Linked DNA regions of Hordeum vulgare: all the other regions are linked to region 1. Evidence: chromatin contacts called from public Hi-C data. All regions are on one chromosome and are shown on one strand. Each heading gives the region's core, a stretch centred on a gene start, on an enhancer-like site or on the middle of the called end of the contact. The rest is flanking DNA. Distances are from core to core; before and after follow the strand shown.

Region 1 (4,061 bases), core at 407-2,906:
GATCGACCGAACGCAGCTCGACCGGCGCGCCGTGTATAAACGTGAATGTGGCAGGTTGCATGCACTATCAAACCAAAGAGTCCAGCCAACTAAACTACTACCATACAACCATGTCACAAGATGGATCCGGCAGCCAATCAAGTAGTACCATCCCAATTTTTTACACTAGATTCTATTTCCTGCATTCAAAATATTTATCATAATAATGAATGTCTAAATGTATTTTAATTTCTTGATACATTAATTTATATTTATTTATGCGATAAATAATTCTGAACGAAGGGAGCATCAATTTAGAAGGAAAAAGAAAGAACGTTCACTTATGCTGGTGGGCTCCAATTAAATCATAAAATAACATTGTAAAAAGAAGGCCAAGACAAGATGAGTCATACTACGCTATGGACAAAAAGAACGTGGCAAAAAAAAGAGCCAAGACGGGAGCAGCTGTAGATTCGACATAGGTTCGAACATGCAAAGAAGTTAGCTTTTGTATAAAACCATATGGGCTAGCCTATACAAGTCCTAGATGGTACGTACACACGCTATGGACAAGATGCACATACAATCGAATCGAAGCACACAACGTGGACTATGTAATTGGTAAAGTAATGTATGTACTGACCTAATCTCAGTGTTGAGGATTCTTTTGCTGAATAAGAGCATGTATGACGGACATTGCAAATATGACCACTAAACGCCCTCGGCGCACCGGATAAGTGATCGGTCGTGTCCCTTGTTTGTCCGTCCACACAGTCACACTCTTTATTTTTTTTCTTATATTTTTGATCACTTACACGTGATTGCCACAGAGGAAGAAAAAGAAAGAAAAGAATGAATGAAGAAAAGAAAAGGATGGTCCGGGATGAGGACACTTCCTATGTGACGGACTGACCGGTCGCGTCGGCGAGCACTCATATCCTCCCATTTTTGAGATGAATATGCGGGTTCGCGAGCAGTCCGGAACATATAGACATGATATGAAGGGTCTCGTTGAGTCCTTTTTTTTCTTCTCTCCTGTCCAACCATTGACCGGATGTGTCCGCAGACATATGAAGGGTCATTTGATGTCCAGCTGTATATGTTTTGTTTTTTTTTCTAAATCTTGGCATGCACCTCTTTGTCGTTGTCGTAATTTTCTTTCTCGTTACAACTCGTGGACATTTATGCTAGTGTGAATTAAATACTCACCTGTTACAACTGGTGGAGTATTTTCACACGCGCCCCAACACGTGTGCACGCACTGGAGAGGCTGGTTTTGATGGCCAGGCGAGAGTAGATGCTCCTACATCCCTACATCCACGCTAGTGTGAGCATATACCCTGCCTGCGACGACTAGGTTGCGGCGAAAAAGATGTTGACGCCAAAGATGCACATGGAACCACGGCGGGCAACACAGCAGTACAAACGTCGCAACAGAAAAAATGCCACTGTAGTAACCAAGTATGGACGGCCGCCATGCATGTGCGTTTGAACGGCTATGAAAACCCGTACGTGAAATACCCCGTCCGACAGCCGATCTCCGCCGTTGAAAGCAGCCACGGCACACCGCAAAATAGTCCAACGCACGACCCCACACCCACCTCCCGCGGCGGGCCCCACACACCATCGACCCACTGCCGACTGCCGAGCGAGCCACCAAAGACCAAACTTCCATTTAAGGAACCAGCTCAAGCTCAAAGCTCCAGAGCCTCGTCCCAAGACTCCCACGCGCACAATCGCAAACACACGCCTCAAAGAAGCGGCCATGGCGTCGTCGAGCTTCAAGGTGACGCGGATCTCGGAGGGCGCGGTGAAGCCGGCGTCGGAGACGCCCGACCACACGCTGCCGCTGGCGTGGGTGGACCGGTACCCGACCCACCGCGGCCTGGTGGAGTCGATGCACATCTTCCGGTCCGGCGCCGACGCGGCCCCCGGCGTGATCCGCGAGGCGCTGGGCAAGGCGCTGGCCTTCTTCTACCCGCTGGCGGGGCGCATCGTGGAGCAGCCGGAGAAGGGGTGCCCCGCCATCCGCTGCACCGCCGACGGCGTCTACTTCGCGGAGGCCGTCGCCGAGTGCAGCCTGGAGGACGTCCGGTTCCTGGAGCGCCCCCTGCTGCTCCCCAAGGAGGACCTCGTCCCCTACCCCGCCGCCGATCTCTGGGCCGTCGAGCCCCACAACACCATCATGATGATGCAGGTACATATACATGCTCCACATCAGTGACGCTACCGGCGGCCGGCCGGCCGGCCACCGTGATTCTTAAGCTAAATCAGTCGCCGGCGCATCGATCCGGGGAGAGTAGAGAGAGGTAGATCCGTGCGCGCGGGGGTAGATCTGGGGAGCAGGGGCGACAGCCGACAGGTCAGAAGATGGCCGGCCAGCCAGCTGATGGATGGATGGATGGATGGATGGCGTCGTGGTGGGAAGCTTCTCCCATTTTTCCCCTTCGACGCGTCATGGGTGGGTAGTGACGGGTGGAGACGATTTGTTGACGGTGTCGGTCGAGGAGGCTGTCACGTGGGCCCCGCCGGCGTCAGCCCGTCACCGGTCTTCGTAAAAAGCGATTACGACGTCGCCTGGAGCGGTTAACGGCTACCCGGAGTTAGACGTGGCCGGAGTTACCCCGAGTGATGAAGCAGAGAGCTCGTGATGCGTGTCTGCGCAGTGTGAACCGTACTGCCGTGATTAGCAACGGCATGGTTTCCACTTTCGTGCTTGACGTGCTTCTTCACTGTGACGCCATTGGAAGTAGGCTGAATGGTCCCGTCGCCGGTGCTGCCAGGAACCGATAGGAATGGCGGCCGCCGGCGGGGCGAGCTCGTGAAATCCAGGCGTTCTCCTGGCGTTTCAGGCGAGGTGTCGCCACTGCGTCACTGCAATTTTGTTCTGTTGCGGGTTGTGTATGCGTAATGCCGCCGCTGCCTGCGACGGTACGTGCGACCAATCGCGACTTTTATGGGTGGGGAAGATGGTACGGTGGTGGTGTCCAGCGGGTTACGGGTGGTTCGGTAGAACCGCACTCGCGTGCGCAGTAGGTACGTACGCCACGCACCGGAGGATTCCGTCCATCATTCCGGTGATGAAAGTGATCGCCATGGGACGAGAGACCGGAGCTGCCGAATTTTGACCACCGGGCGTACTGAGCTTTGACCCTAGGGATGATGGCGATCTCGCTTCATCTTCTTGTCTTAAATAATCGGGGCTGGTTTCAGGCTTGCAGCTTAATTATTGTTATTGTTATGCGGTGACAGCCGGAGATGTACTGCCAGGTTATGCCTGCAGGTGCCGTCCTTGCCAGATAAGATTAGGTGGTGTGTGTCTGAATGTATGTACTTATGTGTTCGCTTCGAAGCCAAGGGTTTTCGTTGGAGAGCCCATCCATTCCCCTGCTTTTGCTGTTGTTGCCCACCGACAGGTGCTGGTGGAATGGAGAGGATCGATCTTCGTCGAGCATGGAGACAGCTCGCCAAGCTTTCTTTTGGTGTTTCGTTCGTGCATCCCTGTTGCCCGCGCCGTGGCATGCATGGTTCGGCACAAAGTGCCCATGATTGTCAGTTCATTTTAAAAGCATGAGGACAGCCCACGGAAATCATGGGAGCATCCACCGGATGTTAGTTAAACAAATAGGAGTATGAAACGGGGGAATGGTTCACTTAAAAGCTTTTTTTGACAACAGTTTGGTACTAGAGCAGATCCAGTGCTGACATTTGTAACTTGTATCACATGGTTCCAGATCACGAAATTCACATGCGGCGGGTTCGTGATGGGCCTCCGGTTCAACCACGCGTCGGCGGACGGCATGGGCGCGGCGCAGTTCATCAAGGCGGTCGGCGACATGGCCCGGGGGCTCCCGGAGCCGACGGTGAAGCCGGTGTGGGACAGGGAGAAGTTCCCCAACCCGAGCATCAAGCCGGGCCCTCTCCCGGAGCTCCCGGTGCTGGCGCTGGACTACATCGTGCTCGACTTCCCCACGGGCTACATCGACGGGCTCAAGACGCAGTACAAGGCGCACAGCGGCAAGTTCTGCTCCGGCTTCGACGTGCTGACGGCCAAGCTGTGGCAGTGCCGTACCCGGGCGCTG
Region 2 (4,061 bases), core at 1,025-3,524, 180 kb before region 1:
CCTGTTTCAGGGAAGTAGCATATATGAGAACGTTTTTCATTAAACCTTAGCATGACCGATATGAAGGTATCCATTAGGTTCTGGTGGGAAACGCGTCATCACTTTTCCACCAGTTGCCTTAAGATGTTTCTCTAATATCTCCTTCGTGTTATGCGCCCTCCATATGTTCCCATCGCTGAAGAATATTTCTGTATGAACCTAGCTCGTGAAAAGAAATCAAGACGACTTAAGTTAACTTCTCAAAACACCCAAAGCTCCAACAGATAGTCAATCAAGGTGCTTACGAGAAGGATAACTACTTGGGAAGTGCACAACTGAGATGCATGACAATAACAGAAATTTAATCAATTTATCTCACAATCTACGGTACCTTATTGTTTTCCGCTGGCTGGGGAAATATTGTATAAGGATTCAATTCCTCCTCAGATGGTGGGGCGGCAGTGGCTACTGCAACCTTTTTCTCCTGAAGTTCACGGATACCATAACTAAGTAATTCTGTAATCAAATCGTCATATTTTGAACCCAAAGGATCCACTTCAGCTCACCAACCTCAACTTTTGCCGGTTTCTCCTTCTTCTTTTTCACTGGTTTTACATTGTCAGCTTCCGTCTTCGGACCTAGTATCTCAGCAAGCTTCTTCTCAATCTCCTCCTGTAAGAGCAAAAAAAGAAGTGGTTCAACATAAAGGCGAGGCAATACAACCAGACACTCAAGTATTTAATCAGGATCATTTTGCACCTTTGTTGCCTTGGCATCGCCCCAGGGGTGCCGCTTCCTGACCTGTCCGCATAGGCCACCAACTAGGAGAAGGAAATGCAGGATCAAAGACCAGTTATCTTCCCTCTAGTAATAAATCAGAAAATTCAGTAATATAAAAGTGAAATGGAAGCCAAACCATTTATGTGATAGCGCTGCTCCAATATAGCTTCCAGGTTTTCCTTCAGAACCTCAGAGACAGTTGACTGAATCTCTTCAATAGAAACAACCACACCTGCAGTCACAGATTGTATTATAATAAATAAGGTGGTAAACTGGAAGCAGTGGCTTAAAAAATGCCTGATCATAAAACAGTGTGCACTAATTCAATATTCTTTTATCATCCGAACAAACTCAAATCACACTGGTAGAAATGCTTAGTGTACAGTCAGTGAATTTGCAGACATGATTTATAATTTGCAGAAGAATATAATTGTATTCTGATAATGAAAACATACCTACACCACAGGCTTCTTCAAACTTCCCAATATCCAAAGATTCAGGACCGGTATTAGTAAGAAACGACAGAGCAGCATCTAGCTGTGCAGGGTTCTTGATCTGAAGTGACATGGCAAGAAATACTTCAGGTCCACGGCATAAGGAGAAAGAAGCACTGAAACATTACTAGTTCTTCGCTTGAGCTCAGAGTAAAGAACAGATAATGCAAACTGTGCGTTGAAACTGGATTGAAACATGAATGGGCTGCAGATATATATATACCTTGGTCGAAACGATGTAGCTAATGAGAGCAGGACGATGGACAAGTGCATTATTTGGGTACTTCGTGGCAACCTGTTTCATTCACGAACAAGTGCACCAACATAAATCACACGCGTCATAAGGATTCTCAAATTTAGCAGGGGAAATTGGTGCGGGTGCTCACTGCGTACAGAAGATTCCCGACGGACTTGTCGCATCCAGTTATCCCAGCCTGTTCATGTGCAGATCTACAGTTAAAAGGGGCAAAACATGGCAGGGCTTCCCAGAGATTATAAGTGGCGCCGATTTGGTCAGGGTAAGCCAAACGCAACTTGCAGCGCAGACGAGCAGAAACCAAACCCTAGCGGCAGGTGCAAAGCAGAGCAGCGCTCGTCGAAATCAAGGGAGTGCTTCACGGGTAACGACGGGAGGCGGCTGTGTACCTCGGCTACGACGGCGGCTAGGTTGGCGGTGACCTTGCTATTGACCAGCGCGTTCTCGGCCGTGCGCTGGTCGAGGCCGAGCGCGAGCAGCGTCTCCAGCCGCAGCAGGGGCGGGGCCGAGGCCTTCTCCCCGTCGACCATCTCCGCCGGCGCTCCGGCTCCGGGGTCGGGTGTGTGTCCGTGCGCGTGCGCGCGCCGCAGCTGGGGTTCAGGCGTCTCCGGACAGGGAAGGGATGCTGCGAGCGAGAGAGGTGTGGGGGATTGGGGGAAAGTGTGCGCGGCGTTGGGGGTTTCTGACGCGAGCCCGCACGTAAACCCTCCGGCGGCCCATGCCGCGGGTGGGCTCCCGCGCGTGGGTTGTGTGAGGCGATGTGCGTGGCGGCCACGGTATGTGTCGCTCACTTGGCACTTGGGTAATTATAAAACCCTTCAAAACAATAAAAGTTGGCACTTGGGCGCCACGGAACTTGTTCTCTGTGGGGAGCCTGGTTCTCGAGCATCGCTTGTTTCGAGACGTGTCACGGCTATCGCTTTCCACGGCCGGATAAACATCCACTCTCAAAAGGAACACGGATCATCATGTGCGTAAATCATTTTTTGTAGGGTCATGTGCGTAAACCATTTTTTCTAGGGTCATGTGCGTAAATCTTAGGTCCAATAACAGCATTTGTTTTGTTTTGTTTTGTTTGACAATTGGGACAACATGTGCTTCTTCTTTTCCTTTTTCTTCATGTGGGTAGTTCTTTTTTTTACGAAAGTCATAGGTTTTTATTCCAATATAACAGAATTACAATTCTCAACAAGGAGGAGAGTGGCCCAGCCAACAAGTTGTACTGTCCCCACATCGTTCATAATTCGCTGAACAGTCTGCAACTCTATTCTGATCGCGAGAAACTTTAACAGGAATAAAAACCCTATCACTTAAAAAAACTTGATCTCTTGGATCATATGACCATAGACTGATTTATCCAACAAAGCATCCGTTAAGGCGTTGATAGCAGCAACACAATCCGATTGAACCATAAGTGTAGCTTCGGAATGCTCAGTGGTGAGCTTAATACCCTCAAGAACAACATGTAACTCCGCTTCAAGCGCATCGTTGCAATGGAACAACTTCCGATACGCAGCAAATATCACCTCACTCGTCCTCGTTGAAAGTGCGTTATATCGACTAGAGGGGGGTGAATAGGAGATTTTTAGAATTTCATCACTGAGGAAATTCCTTTTGAGGAAATTCCTCACTGATGACTAACTTGCAGCCGAAACAGTAAAGGATCATAAGTGCAAAGTTTCACAACAGCAGTTTTTGAGAGTGAGGAATGTGAAAACAGATTGCACTGTGAGCAGGCACGCAAAATACAGATGAGGATTAACTGACGTGAAGAATTTGGGGTTGAGGAAATTCAGAGAAAGTCTTCAGCAAATTCTTCAAACAGTAGCAGTGAAAGTCATCAATACATAATTTGAGGAAAGTAAGGAGTTGAGGAATTAGAACCCGTTTCTCAGTGAAGACAGTAGTTGATGACCCAGTTCCAACTGTTGTGACAGTCGTACATCTGGTTTGGAGCGGCTTCGTATTGAAACCAAAGGACACACAGTCCCGGGACACACAGTCCCTACCGTGTTCTCCTTGGGCTAAGAACACACAGTCCTCGCCCAACACTCGTGGTAAGTCTTCAGGGCAGACTTCCAAACCCTCACAAACTTGGTCACCCGGCGATCCACAATTGACTGCTCGAAAGCTCTAGACCATGACGCCTAACCGTCTGGAGGATGCACAGTCCTCAAAGGTAAAAGGCTTCAGTCCCACACAGGAACAACTTCTTCAGTGATGCTCAATCACTAGGTTTGGTTTGTGGTTTCGGTGTATGGGGTATTTCCTCACTGATGAATTACTCTCGAAGATTCTGAGGAATTGGGTTGCTCTTATGACAAGTGTGAGTTTCTAATGGAGCAGCCAACCAGCTAATGGTTATGGGGGCGGCTATTTATAGCATGGGAGCATCCCGACATGATTTGACACTAATGCCCTTAAATAATATGACCGTTGGAGTGGATAAGACCAATGACTTGGCGTGGCTATCGAAACGGTTGGAACCCTCAACTGTGATAGTCCTCATGTCACTGTATTCCTCACTTGAGGCTTTTGGTAGGATTAGGCTT
Region 3 (4,061 bases), core at 868-3,367, 130 kb after region 1:
GATACCTTGGTTCTCAACAAACTGAGGGAAATATTTATCTACTTTGCTGCATCACCATTTCCTCTTCAAGGAAAAACCAACACAAGTTCAAGAAGTAGCAGGAGGGTCCGACAGAAAAAGGGATTGATACGTAGTGGGGTGTTTTTTTTTGTGTTTGGATCACGTCTTCGAGATAACATAACGGATAGTCCAAACAGTCATATTTTCCCCTCACATATGGGTTGAAATGGGGGGAGCTCGGACTGCCCACGTGGTTGAATCTTGGGGAGCCCACGGATGGTCGTTTGATGTCCAAACACGCCCGAACGTAAGTGGGAGAAATGAACATTGACTTTGAAAATGACCTTAAACATTTGTTTAATTCATTCATATGCACTAGCCCATAGCAACGCACGAACGTTCTACTAGTAGTTGTAACATCTCAGAAAATATCGATGTCGTTCTTGAGACCGTCGCTCGCCGACATGAGGATGGCAGCACCGACGCTGACGACTCTCGTTAGCAGGGTTTTTTGGGATGCAGAAGGGGGGAGGGGCAAAAAAAGCGGGGCAATGAGAACGACACGATCAACGGGACATAGTGGTGGGAGATGGATAGGAGGGAGATGAGTGGTTTAGAGCAACTCTAGCAGACCCCGCAAAACGCCCGACCCGCAAAAATTCCGGCGAGTATGCGGGCTCGACCCAATTTTCCGGCCACAACACAGCCCACATACTCGCCCGACCCGCAATTTTTTTTGCCGCAACCCGCATGCCCCGAGCAGTATAACTGCGGTTCCGCGACCATTTTGCGGGTCCAAACCCTATCCCCCCGCCGCCGCGAGCCACCTGATTCCCCTTTCCCCTCTCCACATTTCTCGCCACCGGCGACCACCCGCCCCGCCTCCAGACGCCATGTGGGGCCGAATGTGGAGCTCCGGACGTGGCTCCGGCAGCAGATCCGACCGTGAGAGGGACCCAGAGCGCAAGCGGCGCGTCCGGGCGGGCGACGCGAGGAAGCGCGGCGCCTGGAGGTGGACCAACCGCGGGATGTCGCCGTCAGCAAGCTTCAACCGTTGCGAGACGGAGGAGTATGACCGTCGTAGCGCGTCCTTCTCCTCCGCGAGATCTTCCTACGCCGGATCATCCTCGTCCTCCGGCGCGGGCTTTCTCCCCGTGAAGAGGGAGTGGTCGGAGGACGAGGAGGAGCCGGCGCCGTTCGCCTTCGTCCCGGTGAAGGAGGAGCCCGAGGAGCCTGCTCCGCTCGACCGTTGCGGAGTGGTCGGGCCCGAGGACTACGTCGCGGACTTCGACGCCGTTGCTGCCGCCATCACCGAGCGGAGCGTGCGCGAGGAGGCGGAGCGCCGGCGCCACGCCGAGGAGCTCGAAGCCCTCCAGTGGCAGCAGGCGGTCGCTGCCAACGTCGCCGCCAACGAGAAGGCTGAGGAGTGGCGCCGCATCCGTGCGGAGCAGGTGGCGAAGTACGTCGACCTGTGTAGCTCCGACGAGGATTGAGCGTCCGGCTCTTCCACGGCGTCGTCCATTTGCCGCGACCTCGTCGCCGTCAGATCCGACCCCTCTATTACTAGTTTAACGTAGCATGTAGTATAACTATGCTTGTAGTTTGTTGATCATGTGATGAACTATGTAGTATGTGATGAACTATATTTTTGTAATTTCCTTCGCGTTATGCAGGTTTTGATACGGGTTTTGTTCGGCCGCGCATATTTTCGACCAGCAAACGCGATCTTCGTGAAACCGCAAACGCGTTTTGCGGGTCGAATTTTTGCGGGATCTGCTAGAGTTGCTCTTAGGAGTCAACGAGGATGAATAAGGTTAGACCGGGGCGGTTACATGGCCGGTGTTAGGATGACGTGGCTGCACGAGTGCCATGCGCGTGATGAGGCTTGCGACCGACCGAAGCTTCCGCCTGCCGCATCGATTTCAAACGCTTTCCAAACGTAATTTTTTTTTAAAACACAATACAGACGTAAATGTTCATGTACAGGGGTAATGGACGGTACAAGTCTGGTATGAAGAATGGAAACAATAAGGGATTGTCGAAATAAAAAAACATTGTAAAAAGATAAAAATCAGACGTACTAAAAAAAGGAGTTTATAGATTTTGGGGACAGACGTAGAGGTAAAGAGCAACCGCCGCCGCCTCTCCCCCCTTCCCCGCGCGCCTGAGACGGTGGCCACCGTGATACGTTCTAGGGTTCAGGTCGCCGGCGATGTCGGCGCCGTTGCCGGGGAGGACGCTCGTCGATCTCGATGGCGACGTGCTGGCCCACTGCGCGCGCCACCTGGGCGCCCGCGACGTCGCCAGCCTCGCCATGGCCTGCCGCCCGCTGCACGCCATCGCCTACTGCGACGCCGTCTGGTACCGCCTCTACAGGTCGCCTCCTTCACCCCCTTTCCTCTGTCTCTCGTCCGATTCGGGAATTTCGATTTATGCGTCGGCACACTCAGCTGTATAGGGCAATTTTTACAGACCCAGTAAGCAATAGGTTATTAGGTTTACCCCCTTTTGGTCATTGTACGGTGTAGACGTGTAGTGTTGATTGGGAGCTGAAAGGTGGGATCCTGGGGTGCAGATGCAGAGCTCAGTGATTTTTTTTGTGGCCGGAGTTTACGAATGATCTTGAAGCTTTTGATTGGGATCTTGAAGCTTTTGCGGAGCTAAAAATTTGGGGAAAAGTGATTTGCCGCGATGTTAGGTACCTGGACGATGATTGGGACTGGAAAATTATGAACTCTACTATGATTTTCTTCTTGGGTGAACATCTGGGTGTCAGTTAGACTGAGGAAGCCTCGAACTTTTGAACAGTACATTAATTCTTGGGATGCACTGAAAGGGAGAATTCCATCTTCATTGTTGTATGATTGGTTGGCATTTGATATAGGCAAACTTGATCGTAAGACGGTCACTCGGTCAGAGGGTTCGCGGGTCCACATATTTAGTGGCACAAACCTAGCAACTTTATTAGTTGTCTTGGTTGTTGGGACTGCAAGCTGCGGACTTATCAATCTTGAGATTTGTATCTCTTCAGCAAAGTAGAGTATTTGAAACATGGAGCAAGCAACAGTGTTAATGTTCATGCTATGCCCCCTCTGTGTCGTAACAATAGTGTTTTTTTGGACATTGATACATTTTTCAAGGTGCCACATTGATCATCAATTTGAATTTAGAAGTGTTGTTTCACCTAAAATGAGAACGGTTTGTACATGAAGAGTGAGCTCGCGTTTAGGGTTTCAGGTACTATCATACATTATGAACATCTATTACATGTTGAAGATATCAATTTGATGTTGTTGCTGCTAGTTATTCTTTCATTATAGATAGTCAATCCTACAAATATTGGACTAGTGCAATTCAAAATGACTTATATTCTGACTCTGTTGGACTAACTTTTTGAAGGAAAAGTACTTTTTGGTAGTTTAATAGTTATTCTGTTGGTGGAGGAATTGTCACTGTCTACACAATATGAACTTTGTTTGATAAGGTGCACGCAACTTGAAAGTTTCAGGCAGCTAACGTTTAATGCTTTGCAGCAAGTTTTACAGTACGAGTTGATCAATGCTGTCTAATCTTTTTCTGAACTCACATAATCCGTCTAATGTTTGAGAGTCATACTATATACTTCCTCGGAATGCTTAGGGAGTAGTATTTTGAGACTTTGAAAACTACACATGTATCTGACTGTGGACTTGTTTATTTGCATCATGACTATTTGAATGCTTAGGAAGCAATGGCCGTTTCAACAAATGCCTTATGGAGCTTTGGGGATTAGAGAACTATATATTCGGAGGCACACTGAAGTACATCAAATGAAGTTTGATGATCCCTTATCATCTATTTATTATCTAGATCCCACGAAGCCAACACCAAGCCATCTAATGCTTGATAGGAATGGTGTTTGGTTCTCTCAAGTGAGTGAAATGCAACAGTATTATGTGTTTCTAATTTAGCAGATTTGCTCTTCTGCTTAAGTAACACAGATTGTTGCAGTTTCAAAAGCTTATTTGTGCTAAGCAACATATGCTATGCGATTTCCTCTGTGCAGGGACCAGTAGCCAAAA

What was found. A called contact is a pair of places that touch in the nucleus more often than the background predicts.
Region 2: a contact with region 1 is called in a Hi-C map of leaf, with 5 times the contacts expected there. The contact joins the promoter of LOC123442928 here to the promoter of LOC123442926 in region 1. A contact is called at or near these places in 3 of 6 Hi-C or Micro-C datasets (leaf and seedling) and 1 of 1 datasets of contacts at active chromatin or transcription factors (embryo).
Region 3: a contact with region 1 is called in a Hi-C map of leaf, with 2.6 times the contacts expected there. The contact joins the promoter of LOC123442925 here to the promoter of LOC123442926 in region 1. A contact is called at or near these places in 3 of 6 Hi-C or Micro-C datasets (leaf and seedling).

The regions. Positions count from the first base shown.
Region 1 is chr3H:51,800,465-51,804,525 of MorexV3_pseudomolecules_assembly, reverse strand. LOC123442926 (acyl transferase 9) reads left to right here and starts at 1,656. Exons shown (of 2, transcript XM_045119112.1): 1 at 1,656-2,176; 2 at 3,714-4,061. The coding sequence starts at 1,745.
Region 2 is chr3H:51,985,601-51,989,661 of MorexV3_pseudomolecules_assembly, reverse strand. LOC123442928 (glutamine--tRNA ligase) reads right to left here and starts at 2,274. Exons shown (of 21, transcript XM_045119115.1): 1 at 1,899-2,274; 2 at 1,640-1,687; 3 at 1,215-1,314; 4 at 896-991; 5 at 739-800; 6 at 550-651; 7 at 371-463; 8 at 46-198. The coding sequence starts at 2,039.
Region 3 is chr3H:51,670,764-51,674,824 of MorexV3_pseudomolecules_assembly, reverse strand. LOC123442925 (ribosome assembly protein 4-like) reads left to right here and starts at 2,117. Exons shown (of 9, transcript XM_045119110.1): 1 at 2,117-2,376; 2 at 3,725-3,911; 3 at 4,046-4,061. The coding sequence starts at 2,213.